2 separate regions of the Bactrocera dorsalis genome follow, and region 2 is linked to region 1. A link is a contact called in public Hi-C data. All regions are on one chromosome and are shown on one strand. Each heading gives the region's core, a stretch centred on a gene start, on an enhancer-like site or on the middle of the called end of the contact. The rest is flanking DNA. Distances are from core to core; before and after follow the strand shown. Region 1 has its middle 23 kb from the start of LOC105233822. Region 2 holds the start of LOC105226652.

Region 1 (5,196 bases), core at 1,225-3,724:
TCTCCTTAACACCCCATTATACATGCGGCTCCATAATAGTAGGCCTAATATTGAGCTTTGGTGTACTCTACTCTAGATACAGAAGCTCTTGATGCCTTCGTCCGTATCCAAAATCAGCCTTTTTCTTTTTAAATAACTCGTTATAATGTTTATGAGGTATTCAGGGGCGCGTATTTCATCCAAAGCTTTGATTATGTGTGTCCATTTTGCCGTGTTGAACGCCTTCTTGACATCCAGGGTAATCGGCGTGCCAATTCAGTGCGAATCGAAACTGTATTGGCGATCCAAATTATGGATCATTAAGGATTTAAGCAACGAATTCTTCATGGAAGAATTAAAAACAAATTACATAGACTATTTAAGTACTGTTCCGAAAATTTTCGGAATCCCGAAATAAAATCGCGTTTTTTCAAGGAAGTAGTAAAAACTGATGACACGAATTTTTGAGGTTTTACCGCGAAATTTTTCGAAATTAAATTTCGTTTAAATTATTTTTTATATTGAAAAATATAACATACATACATACTTTTGTACCGAAAAATTTCGGGATCCCGAATTGAAATTGATTATTTTAAGATTTGTCCCGGAAATTTTCGGGATCCGGAAACTGAATGAAATTGCATTTTTAATGCTAATATTAATAACAAATGACACAGATTATTTTAACATTTGTCCCGAAAATTTTCGGGATCCCGAAATTTAATTAAATTTGTAATTTAAAAACGAATATCAAATAACACAGATTATATTAAGTATTATGCTAAAAAATTTCGGGATCCCGAAATGAAATTGCGTTTCTCATAGAAATATTAATAACTAATAACGCAGATTCTTTCACGTTTATGCTTAGTCCCGAAGATTTTTGGGATTGCGAAACTGAATGAAATTACGATTTTCATGAATGAAGTAATAGTTTAGAACACGGATTATTTGAAGTTTTGCCCGGAAATTGTGTTTTTTCATGGAAATTCAATATCTATTAACACAGATTATTTTCAGATTAGTCCCGAAAATTTTCGGGATCCCGAAATTTAATTACATTATTCATTGAAAAATTAATAACTTTAAATTAATACAGATTATTTTAAATTTTGTCTCAAAAATTTTCGGGATCCCGAAAGTTAAGTACATTACTAAAAAATTAATAACCAATAATACAGATTACTTTAAGTTTTGTTCCAAAAATTTTCGGGATCCCGAAATGAAAATTTTACAATCCCGAAATTTCGGGATTCACAAAAATTTTGCTTTTAGCTACAACGACAACGTTAAATAATTAAGATATTTAAAATTATGCAAATTTTGTATCGAATTTTTAATTGCGGCTGCGTTACGCGCCAATTAAAATTGAAGTAATAAATTTGGTGAAATATTTTTGCAGCAATAGTCAATCAATGTCAAAGTGTTGATATCTTAAGCGACGCAAATTCATCAAAAATGCAGATAATCAGTGTACATTTTACATAATACATACATATACATATGTACATATACGCAAATTCATCAAAAATGCAGATAATCAGTGTACATTTTACATAATACATACATATACATATGTACATATACATATGTACATATCTATGTTTGTTTCTTTGTTCGCCTTTCTTCTAGCGCAATTGCATTCTTCATAGTAAATAATTGCAATTAAAACGCATTTTAAGCGACACAAATAAGCAAATGCATTTAAATTTGTTGAAATAAAAATTTTATTTCAATTTAATTTGAAAAAGCGCAACAACAAAAACAATTATTTAAACAGCAAAATTTAAATGTTAACATTTAAATTAAATTTAAACGCAAACAATTGCCAGCAGCCAAGCAAAAAGTCAAGCAAAAGTCAAAGCGGCAACCAAAACAATAAAAACAACAACAACCAGAGTAAAAAAAAAACAATAAAAACAACATAGCAAGCCAGCAGTCAAATTGTGGCAACTGCGAATCACAGATAAAAGGCGCGAAGGTTCATTAACAACAGCGTGCAGCAGCAACAACATGCGCAACAACAACAAAAACAAGCGTAGCAACAACAACAACAGCAAAAGTAATGCATATTGCATTTAAAATATGCAAACACAATAGACATTGGCAAAAAACGGGCGCTTGCAACATGCGCAACAACAGTTACAACTACAGTTGCACTTGCAACAGCGCTTGCAACATGCGACGTGCTTATTTGTAGATTGTTTTTCGATGTTTTGAATTCTAATGACAAAACCCGAAAACCGAAAAAGCAAATGGAAATTTCAAATTTTCGGTGGCAAATTGCGAAGCAGCAATACAACTGCAACAACAACAACAACAGCAATGCGAAAAACTAAACAAAATTTAAAATTCAATGTAAAGTGCGGACAACATGAAGTGTGCCATAAAGTGTTTTGGAGCTGTTGCTAGAGTTTGCCGCCGCCAGCTGCCAGCTGCCTGCCGCACACTTGCCACGCCGCTGCGCATTGATGGCACCGACTGCCGCTGCCGCTGTGGCATTGCGGTGTGTACAATGGTAATGCTTTTGCGGCGTTGGCTGCCTGTTGCGGTAGTTGCCACAATTGTTTTGCGCTCGCCTTCCAAAACAACAACAACAACTACAAGCAGGCGCATGTGACTACCATAACAACAAGAACAACAGCAACAACATTTGGCTGGCATAGGCTGCGCTGCAACACATAATTAATGCGTTTGGCCGCAAGCAAACGAGTGAAAAGGCCAAAATTCGCGCCGTTAGAGCGGCAGCCGCAGCAGTATATACTACATACACACATACACACACATGCATACATATGCGCATTTCGTATAGTTAATGGGACATGCAAACGACAAGTGGCATTTTGGCTCAACCACCTCGCCATCCTTACACATGCCGCCGCCAACCACCCATCCAACCTACCCCGCCTCATGCGCTCACCACGCTCCGCTAGCCAAGTGGGCTGTGTGCGCTCTGAAGCTGCACTAGTTGCAGTCTATTTTGCAATATAAATTAAATATCTTTCTACTCGCACGTAATTCAATCGGCAGCATAGACAACTAAATATTTAGTTTGGTACACACTTAAAGGATGCCTGCGGCCCAGAGGCGCTGCTTTGCCCCACGGCTCTTCTTATACGAGTACTATGGGCAAATGCTTTGAGTTTCGGGAAGTCTTTTGTGCCGCCTTAATCGCAAGATAGCGGCGCAGGCAAGTGCCTGGCGTAGCCGATAGTTTGGCGGTTTATCTGTGACAGGGCCACTGATGACATGCCCTGGTGGCAGAGTGACAGGCGCGGCAGTCCCGTCAACAACATCAGCGCACCAGCGAACCGGCGCACCAGCGTACAGCCTAGCAGACAGCACATTCTTGGCATGCCAATGCGCAGAGTTGTGCACGGGACAGCGTTTTGGGTATATTGTTGGGGGATACATTTGGTTAGTGGTTAGGGAACCCCGTAGAAAGTGTGTAATATTAAGGGTTGCATAAGCAGGGGACTCACAGGTTTTGCTTCGTCTTTGTAGGGTTAAAAGTCTGAGGTCATTCCGGTTACTTGATACAAACTGTCGTGGGAATGGTTTGTAAGCGATGAGCTGGGAGGTTGATGCTGAAATAGTCCTCATATGCAAATATAGTTGAACTTCCTTACCTCAAATCACCATAATCCAAATAAAAACATCGCGTTAGAGAGACTTCGAACTATGGAAAAAAATTTGTATGAAGTTGGATTTCTTTTACCAAATCAAGAGTTCAAGCGATGTTCTCGAAGTTTTATCCTGAAGCCTTCCTCCAATGGACAAAATTTTAAGCTTCCAATCTTAAGACGCGGAAAAATCAAAAATCATCCCATTTACGTAGAAAATAGAAGCAATGAGCTTGGAGGTAAATCTTGAAACTTTCCTCTTATGCAAGTACAGTTGAACTTCCGTAACTCGAATCATCATAATTCATAAAAATCTACGAGCTAGAGCGGCTTCGAGTTATGGAAGGAAATTTGTATGAAATTTGACTTCTTTTACTTATTAAAGAGGTCGAGTTATGGAGAACTTCGAGTTATATAGAATCTCAAGCTATGAAAGTTCAACTGTACTTTTAAAAATGTCGATCTTTGGATGCTTAAAAATCTGAGCACATCCCTACATTAAATTGAACAAACTGTGGTTGGAATGGTTTGATTACAAAAGCGATGAGCTCGGAGATTGTTCCTGACACCTTTTTCTCATGCAAATAATTGTAAAAAATTTTGAGCTTACTTTGGATGACTAAAAATCCCGGTTACGTAGAAAAAACTGTGCTGGGAATGCTTTGATCACAAAAGGGATGAGTTCGGAGTTTAATCCTTTGAAACCTTTCTCTAATGCATGTATTTGTAAGAAATGTCGAGCTTACAATCTTTGGAAAGCTAAAATCTATCTATCTAATCTAAAGTCTTCCCTTGTTGCAATTATTCTGCTCTGTCTAATGGGTTGACGTAAAAGGTTATTAGACCTGGGAATTCCAGTTGTTAAATACTGGAGCTTTATGGTAGACACGTGGTAGACGGATGGATCAGAGACAGATAGATCAGATTTAATACAAGTATATTAGGATCCTTATTATACTGTTTCCCAGGCCGACGTCTCTTCCTGCTCAACTTGTGACATAATTATTCCTGACTGAAGCACTTATTTTCGAATCCGAGCAGACCCTTGTAGACCGAACTCCATGACGGACAGACGGATAAAATATGAAAATGTGGAAATTTCCAGACTGAGGTAGCTTCCGTTTCGACTTGCGACGTAATTAGTGCTAATAAACGTGTGGTAAGTTCTTTGAAACCTCCATACTTTCGAAAACCCTTGCGGATTCTTGTAGACCGAGTTGCATGGTGAACAGACGGATCAGGCATGAAAATGTCTGACTTATGACAAAACCTTATTTTGTACGGAGACCCCTTCTTTTCGACTTGTGACACAATTAGTTCTGATAAACGTTTTGAAAGTCCTTTCAAGTCCATAACTTCGGTCATTAAAGTGGAGCTTTGTAGCCTTTGTAGGAAGCTGCCTGATAGGCGCATGGTGGGAAAACGGTCCAAGGATGAAAGTGTCGGCAGATTATCTATATTATCTGTTCTTGAGACGGACTTCGCTTCTTTTTCGACTTGTGACGGAATTAGTTATGGAAAGTCCTTATGGACTTAAATTTTCGAAAACCCATGTGGACCTGTAGGAAGTAGATACATTATAGACAGGCAGATG
Region 2 (5,196 bases), core at 1,417-3,916, 52 kb after region 1:
ACACAACAAGCACACACCGCACCGGAAGCAACTAAACTCAGCGAAAATTCAAATTCAAGCTACAGCAACTGTATCGCCAACCAGCGAGCAACAGTCCATACGCTTGGTCAGCTTAATTGTTAGCAACTTGCCTGTCTTACGCTGCTGACTGCAGCCAATTTCTACGCTGCAGCCAATTTTAGCACTGCTACCACCCGCATACACCGAAATACACACACATATGCGCATCCAGCGCTTCATGCACTTCAACTTCTTCCGGCCACTAGCTTCTCTTCTGCTGACGATAGCGACTTGCTGTGAAGTGGATAAATTGCCCAACATCATGAATTTATTATACAGCTACATGCAGTTCACTTCAGTGGGCATTTTTTTCGGTTGACACCTTCAAGCGTGGGCAGCAGAGCTCAGCTTCTCAACTCGTTCTTGGAGTTGGCTGCACTCTTTTTTGTTTTTGTTACTGCAATTGCGTATAAGCTGCATCAACCGTTTGGAAAAATGCATACTTTGCACACAGTTCCCGTAAACCGCTGACAATAGCAGCAGGAGTCGGCTTCTAAATCTGCTACGTAGCGCGGACTGTCTTCTCTTAGACAGCTGCCTACTGGCCCCGGAGATTAATATTTTGTGTTTGTGGTTGGTAAGCGAAAGTGATAACAAACACTGCTTTCTGGTGTTGTTGTTCTATAGTTGAACTTCTGCCCGAAATTGGAAAGCATAGCTTAAGAACCTTAGATTTTTTATTAAAATAAAGCTTATTTATTTAGGGATATTCTTTAATAAAGAAGAGGACGCCGAAAAAAAAAAATATCATAAACAGGCGGCAATAATCATAAACTTTTGACTTTTCTTTTGTACTTGAACTGCATTTCACGGCCTTTGGAGACCCGGTCACACTTGGAATCTCCAATTGGCGCCAACTCCTCCGAAATATTTCTAAAACGTTACTCAGTGAAAACAACTATTTAAAAGTATATTACATTGTTGTAATTTATTTCTTTTCCTGTATATTTTTGGTTTTCTTAATGTTTTTTTTTTTTAATTTTGTAATTTTTTTTGGTATACCAAACTTTTCAGACCTTAACACATACATACATACGAAAATATTCCAAAGGTAAGCGAGTGTTCTATTAACGCTCGCGTTCTTCACACATCAACAGCCAACAATCTCACACGTATCGTTTATCCCACACCGGATAATATTGATATAAGTAGTTCTCCCTATTGATTTTCTTACGCAAATCGCTTTTTGTCATTAGCGTTGACTTCATATTTCCGCTCTTATGCAAATGATAGAAGCTGCAATGCCGCACCAGCTTGAATTCACTCCACTCTCTTAACGTTAGCTTGCGTTTGTAATCATCCGTCTTGCAGTGACGCAACTCCTTCACCTCCTTATTCAAACAGCGCCTACATATATCCAATTGCGACTTGAAGTTGTGATAGTAATCACCTTCGGGTTGTTCTTGGCAACGGAAACATTTCATATAGTTTCTAGCGCTGCAAAAAACCGGCGTTGCTGGCCAAATTACACGACGTGTGCCGAAAGCGAGACAATACTTGAGACGATCGGGTACTTTTATGTGATATGGATAAGTGGTTGGGCTGGATGGGAAAGAAAGAGTAGCGATAGAAAAAGATCCGAATATGTTTAGATAATGTTAGAGAATAAGGGAGAGTGTTTGATGTATAGCGGTATTAGTTTGGTTGGATAGAGTTCAAAAACCGTGGAGTAATAAGTATGAATACTTACGGAGGTGTCAGAAATGTTGGCTCCTTACTTAAAGCAGCTCCAACATTAAATGGTTTTTTACACTGCTTTATTGGTTTGCCACCTTCTGTGAGGTATTGCCCAACAGCCGGGCTATCGTCGTATCTAGCTCTGGAAAAACGGGGGGTTTGACTAACAAGCGGCGAACAGCCTAACTTTGAGGGGCACTGGGAAAAAAAATAACTTTATTTCTTTGAATTCATTAAAGTTACCAAAGCGAACGACGAAGTTTTCTCACGACAATCGGACTCGACTTTTTTATGCGGTTATCCAACATTCCTATATATACAGAAAGTTAGGCACGTTCAAGAGTCGTTTGGGAGAGTTTCGGATGTATATCATGTCATGATGTCATTAAGTTACGTTAAGCTCTTCTGACCTCTCCAACACCGAATCGCAATCGACATTTTTATTGGTCGCCTTCTCAAATTAACTTCGTTATTCGCTTTTTAAATTTGTAAGTAAATATTCTTGGAATCATCATCATCACCTCTTTGTTTAAACTGCTAAAAGACAAAAGTGACCAATGAGATGTAACGCTGCCTCTCGGCTCGTAGGGCCAGAGCGTATTCCTTCGCTCTTTTTTAGTACCGAAAGCAAGATCTGGTGTTTTAGGTAGTTCAACAACGTACTCGAAGTTCTCTGCAACAATTTTAGAACAATTAGATGTGATAGCATGACGATTTAGTAAAATACGAAATATTACCTTTAGTATCATACATTTTGTTGGCCACACACAATTTTTTTTATAAAAAAAAATATATAAAAAAAAATATTTACAAAAGTTGTATAAAAACGCCGCGGCTAAGAGCGAAATGAAACACAACTATTCTCTAATGACTGTCCGAGCCAAAAAAGAAATTTGTAATGAAGCATTTTTTGATTTTTATTTTCGAGAAACTTCACAAAAATATTGTAAAATAGTTCAATGTAACTACGATGAACGAATCAAGAACCTTGTTAATGATATTTTTTTGCTTTGGCATAAGTATAGCTTTACGTATACATATATCATTTTGTTGAAGCTTCTCCCACGTGATTGTCCCTTGTCCTCTTGCGATCCCCATTCGGAAGCTGAGCATAATTACCATACTTGCGCGATCGCAAGGTTTTCCTATATGAAGGGTATGTCTAGTTTCTAGGCGAATGGTTTGTAATCGTAGGAGGAAGCATCGAAAGCCGGAGTACGGGAATTTAATCCACTAAACCTAACCTACTTCCATCTCATGTGTCTCCCTTGGGACCACTGGACTAAGTATTACTTCAGGGGGCTAGACGAATGGCTATGATAAATATTTTGTCCTCCTAGTACTTCCTTCTATACAGCCCTGGTTTCGCGACACTAAGGTTCTGGCAACTTGACTGCAACGCTTTGACTCAACCAGGTACTACCCAGTTTCGGACTTAGTCGTCTTAGAAGATGTGTGATGAACTCAGATATTTTTTTTCATATTTTAGAAGTCCAAGCATCCTAGCTCTAACGCTTTCAACCAACCAGGTATCACACGGACTTAGTCGTCTTAGCAGATTTATGTTTGTCACAGAGACTTTTTTTCGGATGTTCAAACATCTATGCTCAACGCTTTCAATCAACTTAGCACTATCCAGTTTCGGATTTAGTCGACGTAGAAGTTTTGTGAGGGCCTCAGAGATTTCTTTCAATATTTGAAGCTTCAAGCATCTAGGATCTAATATTTTCAATCAGCTAGGTACTATTCAGTTTCGGACTAAGTCGTTTTAGAAGATTTTAATGGTCTTAGCGAGTTTTTTTTAATATTTGAAGGATTATTTCGTATTTCGGAGATTCAAGCTTTCAGTCAACTAGATACTAATCTGCTTCGTACTTAGTCGTCTTAGAAGATTTTTTATGGGCTCAGAAAGTATTTTTCAATACATGGAGGATTATTTCGTATTTCTGACGTTCTAATATCTTAGTCCAAACGCTTTGAGTCTACCAGGCAGGTTCGGGCTTAGTCGTCTTAGGAGATGTTTAATGGTCTCAGTGAGTTTTTTTCAATATGTGAAGGCTTATGTCTTTCGTATTCCGGAGATTCAAACATGTAGGCTGTAACTCTAGTCAACAACAAAACTGTTCACTTTCGAACTTAGTCATCTTAGAAGATTGCTGATGGTCACTAATCTTAACCTATAAAATAGACATGTAATGAAAATAAAAGCAATATAATTGGTTTGCAATAAATTTTTACTTTCATTGAGTACAATGTGAGATTACAATTAAGATCTTCAAGGACACAGTTAAATATTATAATTTTTTTTTTTAATTTTGAACTAGTTTTTATAATTTTTTTATTTGTATTGCTTTGTGAATTTTTATATATTTTTTTAGCTTTTATTTAATTTTAATATTTTTTCTTGCAATTTTGTGTTTTATATATATTTTATTTTCTTTTTTTTGTATATTTTGACTTTTTCTTATTTTCACCGCCTCTTTGAACTTTATGCCTTGAGCTGTGGCCGATCTTCAATATTGCACATACCACTTCAACAGCGTGTCGTATGACTGCAAGTAGTTTTCCACCCGATTTTTCAAGCGCAAAGTGGTGAGTGGAAACTTGTTTACCGCTAAGTTGCCGTAGTAGTGTTTGTGGTAGAAATGACACCAACGCGCCGGCTTGAATTTACCCAACTCACGCAGCCGGCTTGAACGTTTCAAACGATTATACTTACAATTATTCAACTCTGCGAGTTCTGCATTCATACACCGCCGACAAAGGTCCAGGTGCACGTTGAAATTGTGATAGTAGTCACCGACTGGCTGAGTTTGGCATTTAAAACACCGTGACTTATTTTCATTGCCACAGAAGACGGCGTAACCTGGTACTACGTAACGCTGTTTACCGAAACCCATCTCGACTTGCTGGACGCGTCGTCGGTACAGATAGTAATCGCAAGGTCTGCGAGGAAAGGTAAAAAAAAGTATTTTTAAATTTATTCACCAACACAACATCCTACTATTACGATGGTCCGATGGGTTTGCCCGATGGCAGCCTAGATCTAGCATCGCTGGTATTAAATGGATAGCTCATTTTGACGGCTTTTTCTGGTCTCACAAAATCGTAGGCATTTGGTGCAGGATACTTTGATTCGGGTGGCAATTTGAAACGCGGCGAACGATTGGCCATAGCGGTGTAGCCACGTTTTGAGGGATACTAAATTGTGTAAACTTACAAATCGTAGAAACTTTTACCGTTATCTTAGATATATATACATTACATTGTGCAATAGGCCATATTTATAAGCGGGTGTCTCAAGTTGTTCCCTTATGATAAACTTCACTCTTGCTCTTCTTCTTTTATCGAGTGTCGATTTGCGTGTGAAGCGTTCCGTGCCGGAGCCGAAAGCGATTTCGGGCTTTTTAAACTCCGCAACGACATAGGGAAACTCTAATGATTATTCCAATTATTAGT

What was found. A called contact is a pair of places that touch in the nucleus more often than the background predicts.
Region 2: a Hi-C map of whole body shows a contact between it and region 1, with 2.5 times the contacts expected there. The contact joins the promoter of LOC105226652 here to the enhancer-like site in region 1. A contact is called at or near these places in 2 of 2 Hi-C or Micro-C datasets (both in whole body).

The regions. Positions count from the first base shown.
Region 1 is chr3:10,827,372-10,832,567 of ASM2337382v1, forward strand. No RefSeq gene overlaps it. Among protein-coding and RNA genes, the nearest start is that of LOC105233822, 23 kb to the left of the region's middle. Within about 2 kb of position 2,475, the one cell type or tissue checked has open chromatin away from gene starts, as enhancers often do.
Region 2 is chr3:10,879,482-10,884,677 of ASM2337382v1, forward strand. It overlaps LOC105226652, which reads right to left and starts at 2,667. Exons shown (of 4, transcript XM_011205643.4): 1 at 2,475-2,667; 2 at 2,259-2,410; 3 at 1,751-1,935; 4 at 970-1,602. The coding sequence starts at 2,490. The coding sequence ends at 1,167. It overlaps LOC105226653, which reads right to left. Exons shown (of 4, transcript XM_011205644.4): 2 at 5,003-5,172; 3 at 4,748-4,938; 4 at 3,960-4,683. The coding sequence ends at 4,251.